Linked DNA regions of Mus musculus: regions 2, 3, 4 and 5 are each linked to region 1. The links are chromatin contacts, called in public HiChIP or PLAC-seq and promoter capture Hi-C maps. All regions are on one chromosome and are shown on one strand. The core of a region is the stretch at or near the end of the contact, and the rest is flanking DNA. Distances in the headings are between cores, read along the strand shown. Region 1 holds the start of Arhgef12 (Rho guanine nucleotide exchange factor (GEF) 12). Region 2 overlaps Trim29 (tripartite motif-containing 29). Region 3 has its middle 25 kb from the start of D630033O11Rik. Region 4 holds the start of Grik4 (glutamate receptor, ionotropic, kainate 4). Region 5 holds the start of Oaf (out at first homolog).

Region 1 (3,239 bases), core at 447-2,946:
TTAGGAAAGTGGCTTGGAACTCCAATCTGCTTCTATTCTTTCCAAAAATAAACATTACAAAATTAGCTGGCTGTGCCCCGAACTTAAAAAAAAAAAAATCTAGCGAGAGAGTCATTTCAGGCTTCTGTTTATCTTTTCCCCTTTGCCCCCCATTCTAACGTCACCTTGAGCTCATGCATCTATTCAGGGGTGATGATCCGATCGTTTCGCGAACTGTTGTGGAATGACTTAGAAACAGCATTATTAAGAGGTAATTATTTCCTTTCCACACCCACTGTTTATTAGATTTGATTTCCACAAAATGGCCGAAGTCTCTTCCCACCTACACGGATTGAAGCTCAGAAGAGACTGAAGATAATTGTATAAAAGGAATAGTCGCTTGATGTTTACAGGCAGAATTGGAGAACTATATTGTGTCGTGGTCCCTCATTTCCTCAGGGACAGATTTATTCAATCAGAAAACTACATGGTTAGCTGAATGTCTCTACCCCATCGAAAGAGAAACCAGAAAACATTTGGGAACTCTTCAAAGGGATCCCTCGTGCTGTGCTGTTTACCGGACAGATGTATTACTTCTTCCATCTCTTTTCACAACACGCTTATTAACTTGCTGTGGAAAGCACCATGCGTTCTCAATTTGGCAAACAATACAGTTCATTTTGCCAAGGCAAAACAGCCTAAAAGCAATATTTATATCAGGAACTCCTGGCTTAAGTGTGGGCCCAGATCCTTTCTCCACAGCCTCTTCTGGCCATCCCCCCACCCCTTTCCCCTCCGTGCTGTGGGACTAGGCCAGCAGGTGCCCCAGGTGATTGGCTCACCCCAAAACCTGTGTGTGTGTGTGTGTGTGTGTGTGTGTGTGTGCGCGCGCGCGCAGGTTTGCCTAACACTGTCGGGGGCCCGTGGACCTGGGCTCGCACGCAGTCATCAAAAGCATTTGACACCGGGAACGAATACATTCTCTTAAAGAATAAAAGTTTCCAGCCCGGGAGTTCCGAAGAACCTCTAAACGTGAACTCCTCGAGACTGTGGAATGGCTCCTCTGCTGTCCCGGGTGGATTGTACACTGTGGGCTGCACCTCGAGAGCATTCGAGGGGCAAGAAGGCAGCAGTGCCCGCTTCGCCACACAGAACTACTTTTTCGCTTCCCTCTATCCCCCGCGACAGCACTGAGCGGAAGTATCTGCTCAAGTTTGGAGAGTCCGGGAAGCGGAGGGATCCCGGGTGAAGCGGCTTCCCGAAGTCCCAGGGAGAAGGGCCCAAAAAAGTCGGCGGGGGAGGGGACGGCTCGGCGCGCTCCAGTCGCGCCGGGCCGAGGGGACAGAACCGGAACCGGAACCCGCGCGCGCGCCCGCCCGCAGCGGTCGCAAGGCTCGTCACCGCCGGCGGCCCCCTCCACCCTGGGCGCGCTCCCGCGAGTGCCCCTGAGACCGGGCGAACGGCCCTGCGCACCGAGCCTCCACCGCCACCGCCGCCGCCGCTGCTCGGGGGCCGGGCTTCCGGGCCGGGCCGAGACCTCCCGCTCCTCGCGGGAGCCGCCGCCTACCAGAGCGTCGGGGAGGAGCCGCCGTGCCACTGCGGAAGAAGCGCGGGGGCCTCCGAGGGATGGGGAGCTGCCCCGGGCGCTGAGACAGGGTCCCTGTCAGCGCGGCGGCCGGAGCCGGGTGGGGGCGGCGCGGAGCAGCTCAGGGCCCTCGGCCCGGGGACATGGGGCGGCGCGAGTCCGGCGCGGGACGGTGTGAGACGCGGCGGAGGCTGCGGCCACGAGTGGCCCGCAGCCCCAGATAGAGCGGGGACCCGAGGGCCGGGCCCCGCCGACTCGGGACCGAAGCCGACGCCCGTCCCTGAGCCGATCCTGCCCCAGCTCCGGAGGGATCCCGGTTCCCGTCCTACGGCTCGCGACTTCCCTCTGTGACGAAGTTTTCTCTCCGTGCCTTGCTGAGGATCGTTCTTAGTTCTTGAGCTCGCCTTGTGGCCGACTTGCTCGGTTTGTTTGGGGAGATAACTTGTTTTGCCTCAGCCCGCATCCCCTTTCCTTGACCCCTTGCAATCGGATGTTCTAGATGACTGAATGGAGTTTTGAGTTGGACTTTTGTGTCCCTGCCGAAATTGGGCCTGATCCCAGAGCACTGGGGGTGGGGTGTGGAGGTGTTACTGTAAAATGCAAGTTGGATAAAAAGAAGACCTCTCGCCAAGGGCCCCAATGAGTGGCACACAGTCTACTATCACGGACAGGTGGGTATGAAGTTCCTCGGTCGCTAACCTTCCCTGGATTCGGTCCCACGCAGCAGGGGAGTCGGTGATGCAGATTTGCCTTCAGCTAGTGCAATTGACAGGCATAGGAAAGAGGGTTGTTTCGGAGCTGTGCAATTAGTCTAGGGTTGCTGCCAAGTTAACCGGTTGATTGAATTTGGAAATGCAGGTTTTTTTGGGAGAGAAACTTTCCCCCATATTCTCAGAGGAAATGAAGGAAAACCATGATTGTGGTTTTCTGTCGGGTGCATTAAGATTGTGTACTCGTTTTGGAACCAGAGGGAGGTCATTTTGGGTGAAGGTCAGAGCTTGAGGTCGGTGGGTACTGGTGCATCATCGGGTGGATTCCTGTCCTGTGGTAGTTCTAGACTCACAATTTTAGGAGTTTCTGTCTGTGAACTTAATTTTCATCCTGCTGCATTGTGATTTGTGACTCTGATCTTTTTACGTGTTGACCTGCACAGTGTTTAATTATTAATTACCTAATTTTCCAGAATGTTGACATTACCAGTAAATCACGGGTTCTTGCTGGGGACAGTTTCCAGGAGCTAAAGGAAATGAGGGAAAAATCATGGGGCCTGCTTCTAATTATTCTTTTTTTTTTTTTTTTTTTTTTTAACATTTCATCTTTCAGAAGCCCTAGCATTTAAAGATGTAAACTCTAGCTCTGGTTTAGGCATGGCAGGTGGATCTTGTTTGTTAATCGGGTGACACGGTGTGGTGTGTAGAGTATGTAGTCCAAGTGTAGTTCTTAAAGAGGTCCTTTGAGTTCTTTTTAGTGAAAGCAAGTTGCTTCCTTTAGCATATTTTATTCCTCAACTAAATTATGACATTGCATGTTACTTCCAAATTTTATCTTGTTGTTTTTTTTTCTCAAATTGTTGTCATAAAACAAAACAAAACAAAGCAAAACAAAGTATTGAAGCAGAAGGCCAAAAGTCTTCAAGAGCAACATTAGTGCTCCAGCGGAAAGCAGTTTAGTTTCC
Region 2 (3,239 bases), core at 450-2,949, 220 kb before region 1:
GTGAATCTCAACAACCAGTAAAGACGCGGGGCGTCGCCCTCTCCACCAGATGGCAGTGTAGTGACCTTCCAGTTTTCAGGGGTCTGTTCTTTACTAAGGGGTCTTCCTAGGACTGTCTCTGGGTTGGGGGTGCCTAGCCGAACTGGCCCAGTGCTCTCTGTCCATGACAGGTAGTACCCAAAAGCTCCAGCGCAAGATCAGGCCCCCCCCAAAACAGAGGCTTCGTGAGCACACCACGATCCTGACCTGGAGCACGCGGTGCAGGATGTATCTGACAGCTCCCCTGGGAAAGGCACCCCCTCCCCCACACCCAGTACTGTATAAGGAGCTGTTGTGATTTCCAGACACGTGTGTCAGGTCAGGCTTTCCCTTCCAGTTGCATCTCATTTTAGCCACTGCACAGCAAGTGCAGAAGTCAGCTCAGGTTCGTGGGCCTTCAGTCCTGATGCTCACTAGGAGAGGCTGCCACAACTAACCTCAGAGTAGACACTCACCCCACTCCCACAACTCATCCTTCAGGGATGAAAAGAACAAGCGGCCTGGGGATTTTTAAAGATGCAGAGTCTTACTAGCTCCTCCCCAGCCTAACCGATGACATCATGCAGTTCTGCATAAGCCAGTGCAGTTCTCTCTCTCTCTTTCTCTCTCTCTCTCTCTCTCTCTCTCTCTCTCTCTCTCTCTCTCTCTCGGCTCAGGAGACCCATCCTGCTCCCTCACTTCCTACATTTGTCTTTTACTGGGTAGTCAAGACATTCCATCCGTGACTCAGCCGTGGCACCACCATCCCAGGTTCCCACCTGCACACCTACACTGCCCCTGCCTACTGTAAGCTGAGTCCCCACCTACCTTTTGTGCCATACAGATTGTTAAAATTCTTCTGGTTGGTCTCCTTGGAGAGGCGGCTAGGCGAGGATGGCTGGTAGGATGTCCGGCCCCCACCTGTGGGGCAGAAACATGGTCCTGACTCAACTGGGACCTGTGGACTCCCACTTGCTGAGGGGGATCTTAGTATCCTAAACATCCCCCTCCCCCCAGAGCCCTTTGAACTCTTCCATTAGGAACAGTCCCTGGGTCTAGCCTGAGGTAGTCACAAAACTCATCACCCAGAAGGGGACCCTTTGGAAAGCAGAGGGGACATTATTGGCTGCAGTGCCCAGAGTACTAGACTTCTGGGTGTCCTGGGTGCGCTAAGATGCTAGGTCACTCTATGGAGGAGTTTTGAGAGCAGGAGGCTGAGACGCGACGCTCCTGCACTGCAGAGGCTGGGGTCATAGGAGGAAGAAGAAGCATGACAACAGTGGGGGGAGGGGTGGAGGTTTTGTGTCCTCCCGCAATGACCTAGCCTCCTACGAAGGCTAATGGACCAGCTTGGATCTCCTGTCAACACAGCCTGTGGCTTCTCCCTGCTCTCCGCATTGTGCTCCCACACAGGCCCCAGTCAGGGCCCTCCTGTTGTCTCTAACCTCTCGCCTAGACTCCGTACACCCAACCCACTGCTGACTCACCCGGCCCTGCCCTGCCTGTCCATCCTTTGCCATCACAGCCCTGCCCTCTCCACTGGGCAGAAAGCTCTCCTTCCTGAGCCTGGGAACTAATTTCTCCAAGGGAGGGGGTCATAGTCACTCTAAGCTTCCAGGCTCAGCCTTCGGTGGCCCCATTTCTCTGGTCCTCTTGACGTCTTCACAGCTCCTCCCATGCCTCTCCTCTACCCTGAGCCTGGGAGTTGCAGGTGCCCTACCAATCTTGTCCCCACAGGGCAGGGACACCAGAAGAACCTGTTTCTTTTACCTATAGATGTCACACAACTGACTCACAGGCCCAGAGTCAAAGTCAGAAAAGCTCCTAGTCCTGGAGTCTCACTGCCTCTCTTCACACAGAAGGACACAGGCCAGAGGGAACAGTGACCAGCCTCAGGCTGATTCAGCCTGGCACTCTCAGGGAGCTGTTGTAAGAGGTTGCACTCCCTACACCTGGTGAACAGCAGTTGGACCACTCTGTCCCTGGGTCTCCCTTATGCAGAGAGTATCGAGCCGAAGCCAGTGGAGACTGGATGGCCCCATCAGTGGGGTTCAGACACTGTCATCTGGCTAGCCCTTAACCACACAGGGCTGGAAGCAGAGAGACCAGGCTGGTAAGAGGCAGACAGGGACTTTTAAGGAGAGAGATGTTGGGGATCTGGCCAGCACAGTTTGTCCTTTCATGGAACTGGCTAAGTAAGAGTGGAGGTCTGGGCAGAGAGAGGGGACAGGACTGATGTCAGAGCCTGGTTCACCCCAGGGATGTCAGAGGGGAAATCCTGGCACCTCTCTGCTGCCTAGAACCTTCCAGAAAGTCCATGTGTTGTTAAGAAAGGCGGGGTGCAGAACTTCCTGTCTGATGAGCTCATTTCTTCCAATCCCGAGTCCTGTGGATTTATCTATCTGTCAGCAACTGCTCAGAGCCTCTCCAGCTAAACACCTTTCCAGATCTTCCCCCTCCCGCTCCACCCTCCATTCTCTAGCACCCCCACTTTTCTCTAGACTGCCTGGCTCCCACAGCCACCTGCATACCCCCTCTACCCTGGGCCTGTGGCCTGGGACACCCACCCTTATAGCAACATGCACTGTTGTGTTTTGTTGCTGGCCTCTAAGAATGTTCCAGACTATTCTGAACCAAGGACAGGCAAACCCTGGCCTAGGCTGTCCCCCCTGGAGGGCAGGCTAAGGAGGCAGGTGACTCCGAGGAAAATGCAGAGGGGCAGACTGGCCCTGGAGGCAGCAGCCCTACCCAGGGCTCACTGCTTGCAACTTGGGCAGAAGTTCTACACAGCTCTGGCCCGCCAGAGTAGAGTCTGGAAGACACTCTGAAGGACAGAGGCTACAGGAGTGACGAGCCGCTTTAGGGGACTGATGCATCTAACGAGCAGGGCGCTGAATAACCTGCCACCAAACCAGGACATGTGTCACCCCTGAGTGAACGGAAGCACCGATGCAGGTGCCAGACACACTGAGTCACCGTCACTCTGCCCAGGAAGCACCAGTCCGAGAGGGGCTTTGAACGGCTACCGTTGGTAGCACACTCCCTCACCCTTGGGCGTGAGGTACATGGAGTATCTTTTCATGGTGTCAGGCGTGCTCCACTCGTTCCCATAGCTGCTGGTGTAGCTGTTCATGTAGCGATGGTCCCCACCTGGAAGAGAGGGTGGGTGGGTCAGCAGCAGGAGAGATGGGGAAGAGGAGCTAGCCCACAGGGAGAGTCAA
Region 3 (3,239 bases), core at 388-2,887, 180 kb before region 1:
GTCATCTGTGTAGTATGTGCCCCACCGGGCTCTGCTCTCTGGAGGTAGGACTTATATCCTCTAACCTCTGGCTAAGAATTCTGGTCTTCCACAAAAATCGCCAACCACACTGGTTCCCTTCTTCCCAACCTCGCCCATTTCCCTAAGTCCCTATTACTACCCAAACTTGCAACGCCTTTCCCTGCCCCGGCTCTCCCTCAACCTAACCGACAGCCTCACTCTCTATTCAAAGCCAAACACAAGAGCTGACAGGTACAATGTAGTAAGTACGGACTCAGCTGACCTGGGTTCAAATCCCACCTCTACAATGCTTAGGAGCATAGACCCCAGGATCCAGGTTGCTGCCTGCAGCCCACGTTGGCCAGTGCCAGGTATGATCCATCAGGATGGGCTGCCTGGCATACTGTGGCCACATCTCAGCCCCCTTACCCATCACAGATGTATACAGACAAGGGACAAGCCCTGCCAAGGCCAGCTAGCAAAGGGTCCCAGGAGTGGGAACAGGTAGGGCAGGGAGACCATTGGCACCTGAGCTCCAGGACACTGGCTCAGGAGCCCCAACTCCTTGGGCCAGCTCCAGCATGTTACAAGGAGAGGTCCCACCCTGCTTCTGGGCAGGATCCCAGCGCAGGAGGCCACCCCACCCCCAGGGCCCTGAATCACCCAGCCGGTGGCTGCTTGATTTACCCAGATCATTCTTGGCTCCGGCTGCTCCTCTTCAGGATGAAGGGAGAAAACAAGGGCTGGTGTGGAGCCAGCTCCCCTGAAAACAGTTAGGGCACATGATCAGAGCCACAGATGCATAAGGCCACACCTGACTTTTTCTCAAACAATTTCCTCCTTGAAGAAGCGTGCATAGGGGAGAGGAAGGGAAGATATCTGGGCCAAGGTCCCTTAGGACACTCCTATAGGGGCTGGGCAGGTGGCAAAGGGACTCAAAAGAGTGAAGACAACAGTCACACCCTAGCTAAGTCTGGAATAGAGGACTGGGGTAGCATCTAGCTCCATGGCTCTAACTCGAGTTGCCCAAGCCACTGAGATCACTACAGCTCATTGTCTCCTGTTTAAGAATAGAAGGGTCACAGTCATTCCAAATCATCCCAGGTGACACAGATCTGCTTCTCCTGTTTGCAGAGCAGGCTTGCCAAAACAAAACCAAAAACAAACAAACAAACAGATGTGGCCATTCAACTTTCTCTTGCCTCACCTGAGATGGTATATAACTCTCTCCATCCTACGAACCATTATCGGCTTGGGGTCCAAACTCTGCTTCCAGTAAAACACAGTAAGTTCCCTTCTAACTATGTGGCATTGGGAAAGCGGTCCCCTTTCTAGCAATGGCCAGCCTTTCTTTGGCTGGTGTTCCATGCTAGACCTTGGGCTAAGCATCTGTCCCCTTGACTGGCACAACCTGCTGGTACATCCCATTTCACAGGTGAAGAAACTGAGGCTTTGTGGGGTAATGGAAGACTTCTAGAAAGTGCAACTAGAAGGTGGGCAGTAGCTGAGCTTGGGCCATTGCTCCTCTCCTGTAGGGGCTGGTGGCGCGTGAATGGGCTCTGCCTTTAACACCAGCAAGGCTTTGCTCCCAGGCCCTGCAGTGAACCAAAGTGTAGTACCCATTTTTACCACAGGGTGTCTCCACACCACCGCTCAACCAGCCTCCCAGGGCAGGCTCAGCCAACTCCTCCCTGCGCTGGGTCTGGTTCCAGCCTACGTCTGCTTTGTCAGACTCTTTCTCCAGCAAGGCCTGAGGACAGCTGGGTGGCCTGGAACAGAAGTCTTGCTTCCCATAAAGGCCCCTAGCCTAAAGCCCTAGGTGGCTTCCTCTCTGACCTTTCTCGATCTCACCATCTTTGTGATCTATTGAAAGCCTCTGGCCAGTGTCAAAGCTCCCATCCAGCCGCGGGAAAAAGCCTAAAGAACAAGATGAAGTGCTCACTACCGAACAGTGGAAGCGCGCCATTAGTTTGGGGCCAACCAATGTTACATAGTTCCAGATCAGCGGGGGCTGCAGAGCAAGACCCTGAGCCAAAACATTGAGGGGAATAATAATAATCACAACAATGATAATGATGAAGAGAAGCAAGGGGTCATGGCAAGAGAAGAGGAAAGGAAAGAGAGAGAAGAGAAGCAACTAGGTATGATAGTTCAGACCTGTAATCCCAGTACATGGGAGGCTAAGGCAGGTGGATTGCTGAGTTCGAGACCAGCCATAACTACATAGGAAGACCCTGTTTCACAAAAATAAGAGAGAGAGAAAGAGCTTAAAGCCAAGGTGCAGACCTGTAATTCAGAATGTGGAGGTAGAGACAAGGGCAGTAAGAGATGGAGACTCTTACTACTCAGTCTGGACTACATGAGACCTTGTGTCCAAATGAGGAGGGGATGATGGAAAAGGAAGAAGAAAGGAAAAAAGCCTAAGGAGACTCTAGGTCCTCTGCGAGCCTTTGTCAGCTTGGAGACAGGCTCAGGCCTTGCTCTGGGACCCCTCTCAGTCTGGCATCATGACTGCTGGCTTCTAGTTCCCCGTATCTCACATGTTCTTAGAAGCCCCTCTGTGATGGTCATCAGAAGAGGTATAATGAGAGATTCCACAAGCCTATGTAAATAGGAACCATTCTGGAAGTCCTTTATTGCAATAGAAATGTTGATTGCCAAGGTGCGGACACTGAAGCTAGGTTGATAAGCTTTTCCAAAGCCACTCTGAAGTCAGCAGAGGTCACATGAGCACAGCCATTCTCCCAAAAAGCCACACTTGACCTTGGAATTGCCTGCTTCCTAGTCCAGGTGCGACCTATTCCAGGGTGCTAACAGAGAAGAAAGAGCCAGGGATTCTGCAGTTAAGGAGGTCGGGAGCCAGGGTAGGTGAAGGCTGGCTACTAACAGATCAGGACTGGAGCAGGAGGCCAGGAAGGCTGGCTCCCAGAGCTGTGTGGAGGACCTGACTGGAGAGACTGGCTGGCTGTGTGAAGCCACTGTGAATGTAGAGGAGAGAGGGGTGCTTCCTACAGTGCCTCTGCAAAGGCCACAATAGAGGACGCTTTCCCTAGAAACCTGACCAACCCCATCAGCCTCAGCCACAGCCCTGCCTCCCTGCCTGCAATACAGGATCCCCTCCACCACCAAAGCCACGCCAAGGAGAGAAGCCTCTGTGTGCTCTCTCTACAAGAGCCATGTCAGGATAATGGAAGCAAGCTTGGAGCCAGCCAACCCACACCTGGCCATCAAATCACAAG
Region 4 (3,239 bases), core at 318-2,817, 160 kb after region 1:
GCACTTGAATAAATGGTGTAGTCTTGACACAGGATAAATGTTAAAAAAAAAAAAAACTGGACTGAAGAAATGGAATCCTATCCAATATGGAAACCTTTGACCTGTGCTGAGGCAGGTTGGATTCAACTTAACCTCATGGATTGGTTTTATTAGGTCAGTAGAAAGTCAGGTAGCTTGTGTTCCTGACATCCGTCTGACAGTTGATTGAGGAAAGACCGAAGGGACTGGAGCTATCCAGAGTGGCCGGTCCTGTGCCAACAGAGCACTCATAAAGTCCAGTCTGGGAGAGGAGGTGGGAGAGAGAACAGGCTCTTACAACCACAATCGCCACCCCCCCCAGCCCCCCAAGCAGGTAACTCAGCTCTGCTGCCCTCCCGGCATGATATAGGGAGTGTCAACAAATATCCTGTAGTCCGTGTATATTGTCCTCCCAGGCCCTAGAACCAACCAAGAATGCCTAGAACAGCCCCTTCGTGGAGACTTTAGGGTAAGCAGGTGGTTAGGTGTGAAGGAAGAGTGGGAGACGATTGGGAGGCTGGCTTAGATGCTTTCCGGGTTTGTCTACGGCTAAGACTCTGGGTTTGAAATGAGGAACTAATCGGTTTGAGGAAGTCACTTGACCCCCTGAGGCCTCCTGCTCCTCTGCCCTCTCCTTTTCTAGCCCCCCACCCACCCACCCCAAGGCTGCTATGATGTGGCCAAATGATCCCTCAAACCAAGTAGCTTGGTTCTCTCTTGGTCCAGCCCCCAGCTCCTGGTGAAGGCTAGGTCTTTCACCTTTCCTAGGCCGAGGTTTCCTTATGTGTAGCATAAAGTGACAACTTCTCCCAGGAGGTCTGTGTGCACAAACCAGTAGACTTCCAAACGTGAGCTGTGGTTCTTCGGCCTCCTGAAACATTGTGGTCTATCTGGCCTTGCTAAAGCAAAGCTTCACCCAGCTCCGCGCCACCACCGAGGAGGCCGCAGTCTCTACGCCTCGTCCCCTAGGTCTGGCCCCTAAAACGCCACCAGGAGTCGCCCTTCGCCCACCGAAGCAGGCCAAGCTAATAACTCCTGCGGACCAGGGCGGGCTGCCCCTTGGCGCTGGATGGTGAAGTGTACCCCAGCTCCTCACTTGGGGGTCAGTCCTCTGCAGCGCCCACCCGGAGCCCCCCCATCCCCGGCCCGCCGTCTCCCGATCGTCCGGATCAGGGAAGCTGCAAGTTTGGCTCTGTCTGTTCCGGCCTCCCCGCCTCGCCGCTCGGCTACCTAGGTCCGGGTCCCCAGCTAAAGACCCCGCCGGCGAGCGGAGACTCCGGCGGCCGCGGCCCGGAAGGGACGCCCCCTCCCCGGCCGGCCGCGTGCGGGACCGCCGCAGTTCCCTCACTGCCCGCCGGGCGGCGCCTCAGCGCCTTTCCGCGCGCCTCCCGCGCTGCCCGCTCCCGGCTCGCTCGCAGCCGGACACAGACTCTGCCTTCGGCTGCTGGCGGATCGAGCTGGAGCCGCCGCCGCCGCCGCTGCGGAAGAAAAAAAAAAAAAGAAAAAAAAAAAAAAAAGGGAAAACAACAGCCGGGCCGCCGGCCGAGCAACGTCGGGTCCCCAGCTTGGCGCCCGGAGTGCGGAGCCGCCCAGGTAAGGGCAGCAGCCCCCGCGCCGCCCCCGACCGGCGCCCTACGCTGTCTCCCCGCGCCCCCCGGGGCTGCGCCGCACCCCGACTTCTGACGTCTCCGCCGCTAGCTCCCTCCGGGCCGCGGCCCGCACCCTGCCTGGCCCCGCTCCCGCCTCCAGCTGCCCAGTCCCCTGCACTCTGATGCCTGCGACCCCGGATTCTCCGCTGAGCCCCCGCCACCTTGCCCCGTACTTCCCCTAGTCTCCATCCCTGCCTGCTTCCCCCTGCGCCTCCTCTCCTCCGCTCCGATCCTCCTTCTGTGATCCTCCCTCTTCCCAGTCCAACTCCCAGCCCAGCCTCTGCCCCCTGCAGGGATGACGGCCCCTTCCCGACACTGGCGATTCTACCCCGCCTCGTCACCCTCGGCTTCTCCTACGGGCCGCTCTTGCCCGCCACAGTCTTCCATCAGACCAGCCCGGCTTCTGAGCCCCCTTCTCCCTTCCCTCTTTGCCATCTGTCTTGACCACCCCTGCTCGGGCCCTGGACTCCGGCCACCACCACACCCCCAACCCTGCACGCCGTCTTGCTTTGGGCCAAGCCAGCGTCCTATCAGAAATGACCCTCCTTCTTGCGACTAATGGGCCTCTTAGCCATCCCACCCTAGTTCACCCGAGTGGGAAGTAAGGGAAAAACTCTGGAGACCTGCATTGGGCGCTGGAGGGGGAAGGGGATCAGTGGAGGGGGAGGGGAGCTAAGGAGATGTTCTTTAGTGAGGACCGGGCAGAGCCGGAGTGGTTCCGACCCAGCTTGGGGTGGAAGGCGCCCTGGTGACGGCTGGGACAGGGGGTTTGTCCAAGGCGCCAAGAGCACCTGTGCCTCCCTCCCTGGGCTCCCTGGAGCTGAGGAAAGTGAGGGAGGAGGTGGAGCCTGGGGAGAGTTGGCCCAGGGCTTTGGGGTTGGGGGAGGCGCGACCAAAGGGATAGACAAGGCACGCGGGCCAGGTTGCCTGGCTGTAGCCAGGCTATGCAGGCTGAGCTGGTCCCCTCTTGGACCTTGGGCTGTGTGGTTCTTGGCATCTGTACTTGATGCTGCCATCTTCCTCTTGGTGCTGTTGTCTGGTGATGCCACGCGGTGCCACCTCCCTGCCTCCCTCCAGTGGCTCTTCTGGGCATGTCTCCCAGGGGCCTGGGCTGTCTGGAAAGAGGAGGGGAACTCTGGCTGGGCCTGGCCACTGTGCCTGACAAGTAGGTATCTCTTGAGACCAGGGCAGGAGGGCTGAGGGTTGGCCAAGAGGATCTGAGCCCTGCCAGGGACAAAGAGAACTATCTTCTTTTTGGCTCCAGTGGGTCGTCTGGTGGTAGTGTCCCTTTTGGGAGCACCTGGAAAAGCTAGCCTTGTAGTCCCTGGGTCAGAGCTGCAGGGGTGTGGCTTGAGAGGGAGCAATCCTGTCTTGCTTTGATCCTGGAGTGTCCTAGTGGTGGCAAGGGGCTGGAGAGGTCGGCTGAGTTCCAGCTCTGCCAGGGAAGGAAGCCCCTGGAATTCCGCCGGGCCTCTTCAGGCTGGCTTTCTTTGCGGAGGCCGTGGCTCATGCTTCATCGTTAATCAGGTTTATTATTTTCCTCACTGGCTGGATGTATTCCTCAAGGTCGTG
Region 5 (3,239 bases), core at 281-2,780, 130 kb before region 1:
GACCTTGTTGCCAGGGCTGCCTCCCTGTCCTCTCCCAGAAAGTCTGAACCTATAGGCTTAAGGATCCTGGAAGCTGTGTCATAATGAATATCAAAGTGACAGTTGAAGTAGGGCAAATTTAGGAAGCCCCGAGTGAGATGGAGGACATCTTTTTTTAATTCTCATTTTTTTATTAGGTATTTTCCTCATTTACATTTTCAATGCTATCCCAAAAGTCTCCCATACCCTCCCACCCACCCACCCACCCCCACTTTTTGGCCCTGGCATTCCCCTGTACTGGGACATATGAAGTTTGCAAGTCCGATGGGCCTCTCTTTCCAGTGATGGCCGACTAGGCCATCTTTTGATACATATGCAGCTAGAGTCAAGAGCTCCGGGGGTACTGGTTAGTTGATAATGTTGTTCCACCTATAGGGTTGCAGATCCCTTCAGCTCCTTGGGTACTTTCTCTAGCTGATGGAGGACATCTTAAGTCCCCTTCAGTCCTATATGTGTTCCAAAGGACGGGCTCATGCTAGTTGGGGGTGGATCATGTGCTAGAGATCCCCTAGGAAGGAAAGATGAAGGGGGTGGAGTGGGGAGGCACAGTTTCAACCATCTGTCATCAAGACCCTAGAGACCACAGGGCACCTGGAACAAACAGAAGTGGCAATGGACAGGAGAAACAATGGTCCTGGCCATGCCCAGGGGGCCTTATCTCCAGGGACGCCCAACCCTCTGTGTTCACTAGCAGACAGTTAGGCTCAAACAATTTTCAAAGTATGCTTGTGTGTCACCAACCAGAGGGGAATCCTGCTCCCCAAGTCTTCACTCAGCTTATTGGAGTCTCTGGCACAGCAGGAGTGTCTTTTTGTGGCCCTTGATTGGTGCTTCCGTTATCGGAAAGAGCAGAGGCCCTGAGCGGTGGGCTGGGCTGGAGAAAGGCTGACTGAACACAGGAGAGAAAACTGAATAACGGCTCATAAAGTGTTAAGCTCCTTGATGGCCGCATCCAGATTGGCCGCCTCACTTACAAAAACAGCTCACACCTGATGGATGCACAGATGGCCCTCAACCCCTAATTGCACTCCCCGACCTAGGAAAAGACCAGAATGCTAGGTGAGGCCTGATTTTTTCCCCCAGCCGCTTTTGAGAAATTCGCTGTGTCAGAGAAACTAAAAGACTAAGCAAAACCTCTGAAAACCCAAGCCCGATTATTTCATCCACGTGGCACCAGAACAAGCCAGAGGGGTGTAGGGGGCGGGGGAGTCACCCGTCCCGCCCTTAATGGGAGGAAGGGATTTGCCCGGAGCGCAAACTCTGGACAAGGCCCGGCCGGTGACGGGGCGCGGCGGGAGGGAGGGATCCAGAGAAAGCCAGCCTAGACCACAAAGCGGCTGAGCCCCGTGGTCCCCAATCCCCGCCCCTCTCTGGGCCACTGCGGTCCCTTTAAGGGCCAAGAGGTGCGCGGTCTCTTTAAGGCAGGTCCTGGTGGTTTCTGTTTTCTGAAGGAAGTGACGGGGGGTGGGATTGAATGAAAAGTGCTGAACGGAGTCCGGAGCTCAGGAATCGGGGCGGCTAGGGGACACGCACGGGGGGCGCCGTCCGGGACTCGGGGTGCGTGGCTGTACGCGGCCCACGTGAATTCGCTGCACGTCGTGGGGAACCTCCGGGTTGAGTCTCCCCTCTAGAAGTAGGGGACTGCCGGGAATCCCCGAACCGGACCCCCAACTTCGAGCAAACTTTGTAGGCGCGTCTCCCCTCCCCCACGCGGCGCGCCGGGGGCCCCGGGGATGCGGCCCCCTGGCTGCCGCGACGTCCCCTCGGCGCGCCCCGCGCTGCCGCTGCTGCTGCTGCTGCTGTCGCCGCTGCTGCTTGGGGCGCTGCACGGCGTGGGCGCGGGCAGCGGCGCTCCGGCCGAGCTGCGGGTCCGAGTGAGACTGCCCGACAGCCAGGTGATCGAGGAGAGTCTACAGGCGGACAGCGACGCGGACAGCATCAGCCTTGATCTGCGCAAACCCGACGGCACTCTCATCTCCTTCATCGCGGATTTCAAGAAGGTGAGGTACCATCAAGAGTCCTGTCCCACCCACCACGGAGGGCGGGCAAGCTGTCGGGCGTCCCAGGAACCCTCAAGCCCGCAGAAGAGAAACGCAGTGCCGAAAGGGGAACGTGACATGCCCAAGGTCACCTCTCTAACTCGCTGCCCACTCTCTGGCACCCAGATCCCGGTCTTTATTCTCTTTCGTGAACCCCTCTAGCTTTTTTGTTGCTTGGCTCTGAGTAACCAAGGCCCTTCTCACGCACTGACCGGCTTCAAAGCCCGCTCCCTCCTCAGCACTCCAAGCTGACACTCCGACAAAAGTTCTTGTTAACAAGGCCTCCTTTCTTGCCACTGCCTCTGTGACTAAAGGGGAAATCCACAGGTGGCAAGAGGACCTTGGGCTCTCCCTGTTGTGTTGGTGTGAAGTTAGTTTCCCTTACTCCGCTGTTCTTTGGCAAGGAAGCGGTTTCAAGACCTCCAGCCTGGAGCACCATTCCGGGATCGCTTTCCCTGCAGAGCTGTCTGCCCTTGGTCCCTCCCAAGTCTGGTAGCAGCTCTCCTCTGTAACCTGAAGGGCTGAACTACTTGGGAGCCAGAGGACCTAGGCAGAGTTGGGGGAAGGGAGGAGAGAAAAGGGGAGGTTCCCCTCAGTTGGAAAGGGTGGTCGGTGTCTCCGCCCATGCCTGACAGGGGCTGGTGAAGTCCACAGTTTAGCTGCCCCCCTCCCGTCCCGTCTCTCTCTCTCTCTCTCTCTCTCTCTCTCTCTCTGTCTCTGTCTCTGTCTCTGTCTCTGTGTGGGTGTGGTGGTATGGAGAGAAGAAGAGATGTTAGAGTTATCCAGAAATGGAACTCCAGGGTGCTGAGTGACGGTGACCCAACAACAGAAATCTCTGAAAGAAAAGACAGTGAAATGCCACCCCAGTCATCCCAGGAGCCTAAGACAGGAGGAACACAAGTTCAAGGCTATACAGAGCTACAGAGTGAGACCTTATCTCATGGTTGGGGGGAGGAGAGTCTTCTAATCATCCACTCTCAGCTCTTCCCCCTAAAAGGAGGCATTGCACCCCTCTGTCTTTGGGAGAGGAACAGAAGTGACGAATATCCAGGACTAAATAGCCATCCCTCCTCTTCCCTCCTCTCCTCTCCCCTCCCCTCCATTCCAAAACTGAGAGTTATTTGGAGACCTTGGAGGGAGAGGGGGCAGAATTTGGGCAGC

Evidence for each region. HiChIP or PLAC-seq counts read pairs in DNA pulled down with a chosen protein or histone mark. Capture Hi-C pulls out chosen DNA fragments and counts their contacts.
Region 2: a FOXA1 HiChIP or PLAC-seq map of pancreatic cancer cells shows a contact between it and region 1. The contact joins the enhancer-like site here to the promoter of Arhgef12 in region 1. A contact is called at or near these places in 3 of 39 promoter capture datasets (cranial neural crest, frontonasal cranial neural crest and liver), 2 of 115 datasets of contacts at active chromatin or transcription factors (embryonic stem cells and pancreatic cancer cells) and 1 of 9 other capture datasets (adipose tissue).
Region 3: an HNF4G HiChIP or PLAC-seq map of pancreatic cancer cells shows a contact between it and region 1. The contact joins the enhancer-like site here to the promoter of Arhgef12 in region 1. A contact is called at or near these places in 4 of 39 promoter capture datasets (the 3T3-L1 cell line, 3T3-L1-derived adipocytes and neural stem cells), 2 of 15 datasets of contacts at CTCF or cohesin (the NIH/3T3 cell line and embryonic stem cells), 14 of 115 datasets of contacts at active chromatin or transcription factors (craniofacial prominence, embryonic limb bud, embryonic midbrain and 5 more) and 3 of 9 other capture datasets (adipose tissue, liver and pancreatic islet).
Region 4: an H3K4me3 HiChIP or PLAC-seq map of embryonic stem cells shows a contact between it and region 1, with 22 read pairs. The contact joins the promoter of Grik4 here to the promoter of Arhgef12 in region 1. A contact is called at or near these places in 9 of 39 promoter capture datasets (the 3T3-L1 cell line, 3T3-L1-derived adipocytes, the C10 cell line and 5 more), 6 of 484 Hi-C or Micro-C datasets (LSK cells, the N1E-115 cell line, embryonic stem cells and 1 more), 4 of 115 datasets of contacts at active chromatin or transcription factors (embryonic stem cells and pancreatic cancer cells) and 2 of 9 other capture datasets (adipose tissue and pancreatic islet).
Region 5: a promoter capture Hi-C map of adipose tissue shows a contact between it and region 1. The contact joins the promoter of Oaf here to the promoter of Arhgef12 in region 1. A contact is called at or near these places in 6 of 484 Hi-C or Micro-C datasets (the G1E-ER4 cell line, embryonic stem cells, erythroid progenitors and 2 more), 10 of 115 datasets of contacts at active chromatin or transcription factors (embryonic stem cells, epiblast stem cells, extraembryonic endoderm stem cells and 4 more) and 3 of 9 other capture datasets (adipose tissue, liver and pancreatic islet).

What each region holds. Positions count from the first base shown.
Region 1 is chr9:43,104,175-43,107,413 of GRCm38.p6, reverse strand. Arhgef12 (Rho guanine nucleotide exchange factor (GEF) 12) reads left to right here and starts at 1,696. Exons shown (of 41, transcript NM_001359232.1): 1 at 1,696-2,235. The coding sequence starts at 2,204.
Region 2 is chr9:43,324,736-43,327,974 of GRCm38.p6, reverse strand. Trim29 (tripartite motif-containing 29) reads right to left here. Exons shown (of 9, transcript NM_023655.2): 5 at 3,067-3,168; 6 at 847-939. Among named protein-coding and RNA genes, the nearest start is that of Trim29, 16 kb to the right of the region's middle. Within about 2 kb of position 1,699, at least 39 of the 459 cell types and tissues checked have an H3K27ac peak or open chromatin away from gene starts, as enhancers often do. A contact at or near this core is called in adipose tissue and pancreatic cancer cells, where this site is marked.
Region 3 is chr9:43,282,894-43,286,132 of GRCm38.p6, reverse strand. No RefSeq gene overlaps it. Among named protein-coding and RNA genes, the nearest start is that of D630033O11Rik, 25 kb to the right of the region's middle. Within about 2 kb of position 1,637, at least 41 of the 459 cell types and tissues checked have an H3K27ac peak or open chromatin away from gene starts, as enhancers often do. A contact at or near this core is called in neural stem cells and pancreatic cancer cells, where this site is marked.
Region 4 is chr9:42,942,699-42,945,937 of GRCm38.p6, reverse strand. Grik4 (glutamate receptor, ionotropic, kainate 4) reads left to right here and starts at 1,567. Exons shown (of 21, transcript NM_175481.5): 1 at 1,567-1,611.
Region 5 is chr9:43,238,107-43,241,345 of GRCm38.p6, reverse strand. Oaf (out at first homolog) reads left to right here and starts at 1,530. Exons shown (of 4, transcript NM_178644.3): 1 at 1,530-2,039. The coding sequence starts at 1,773.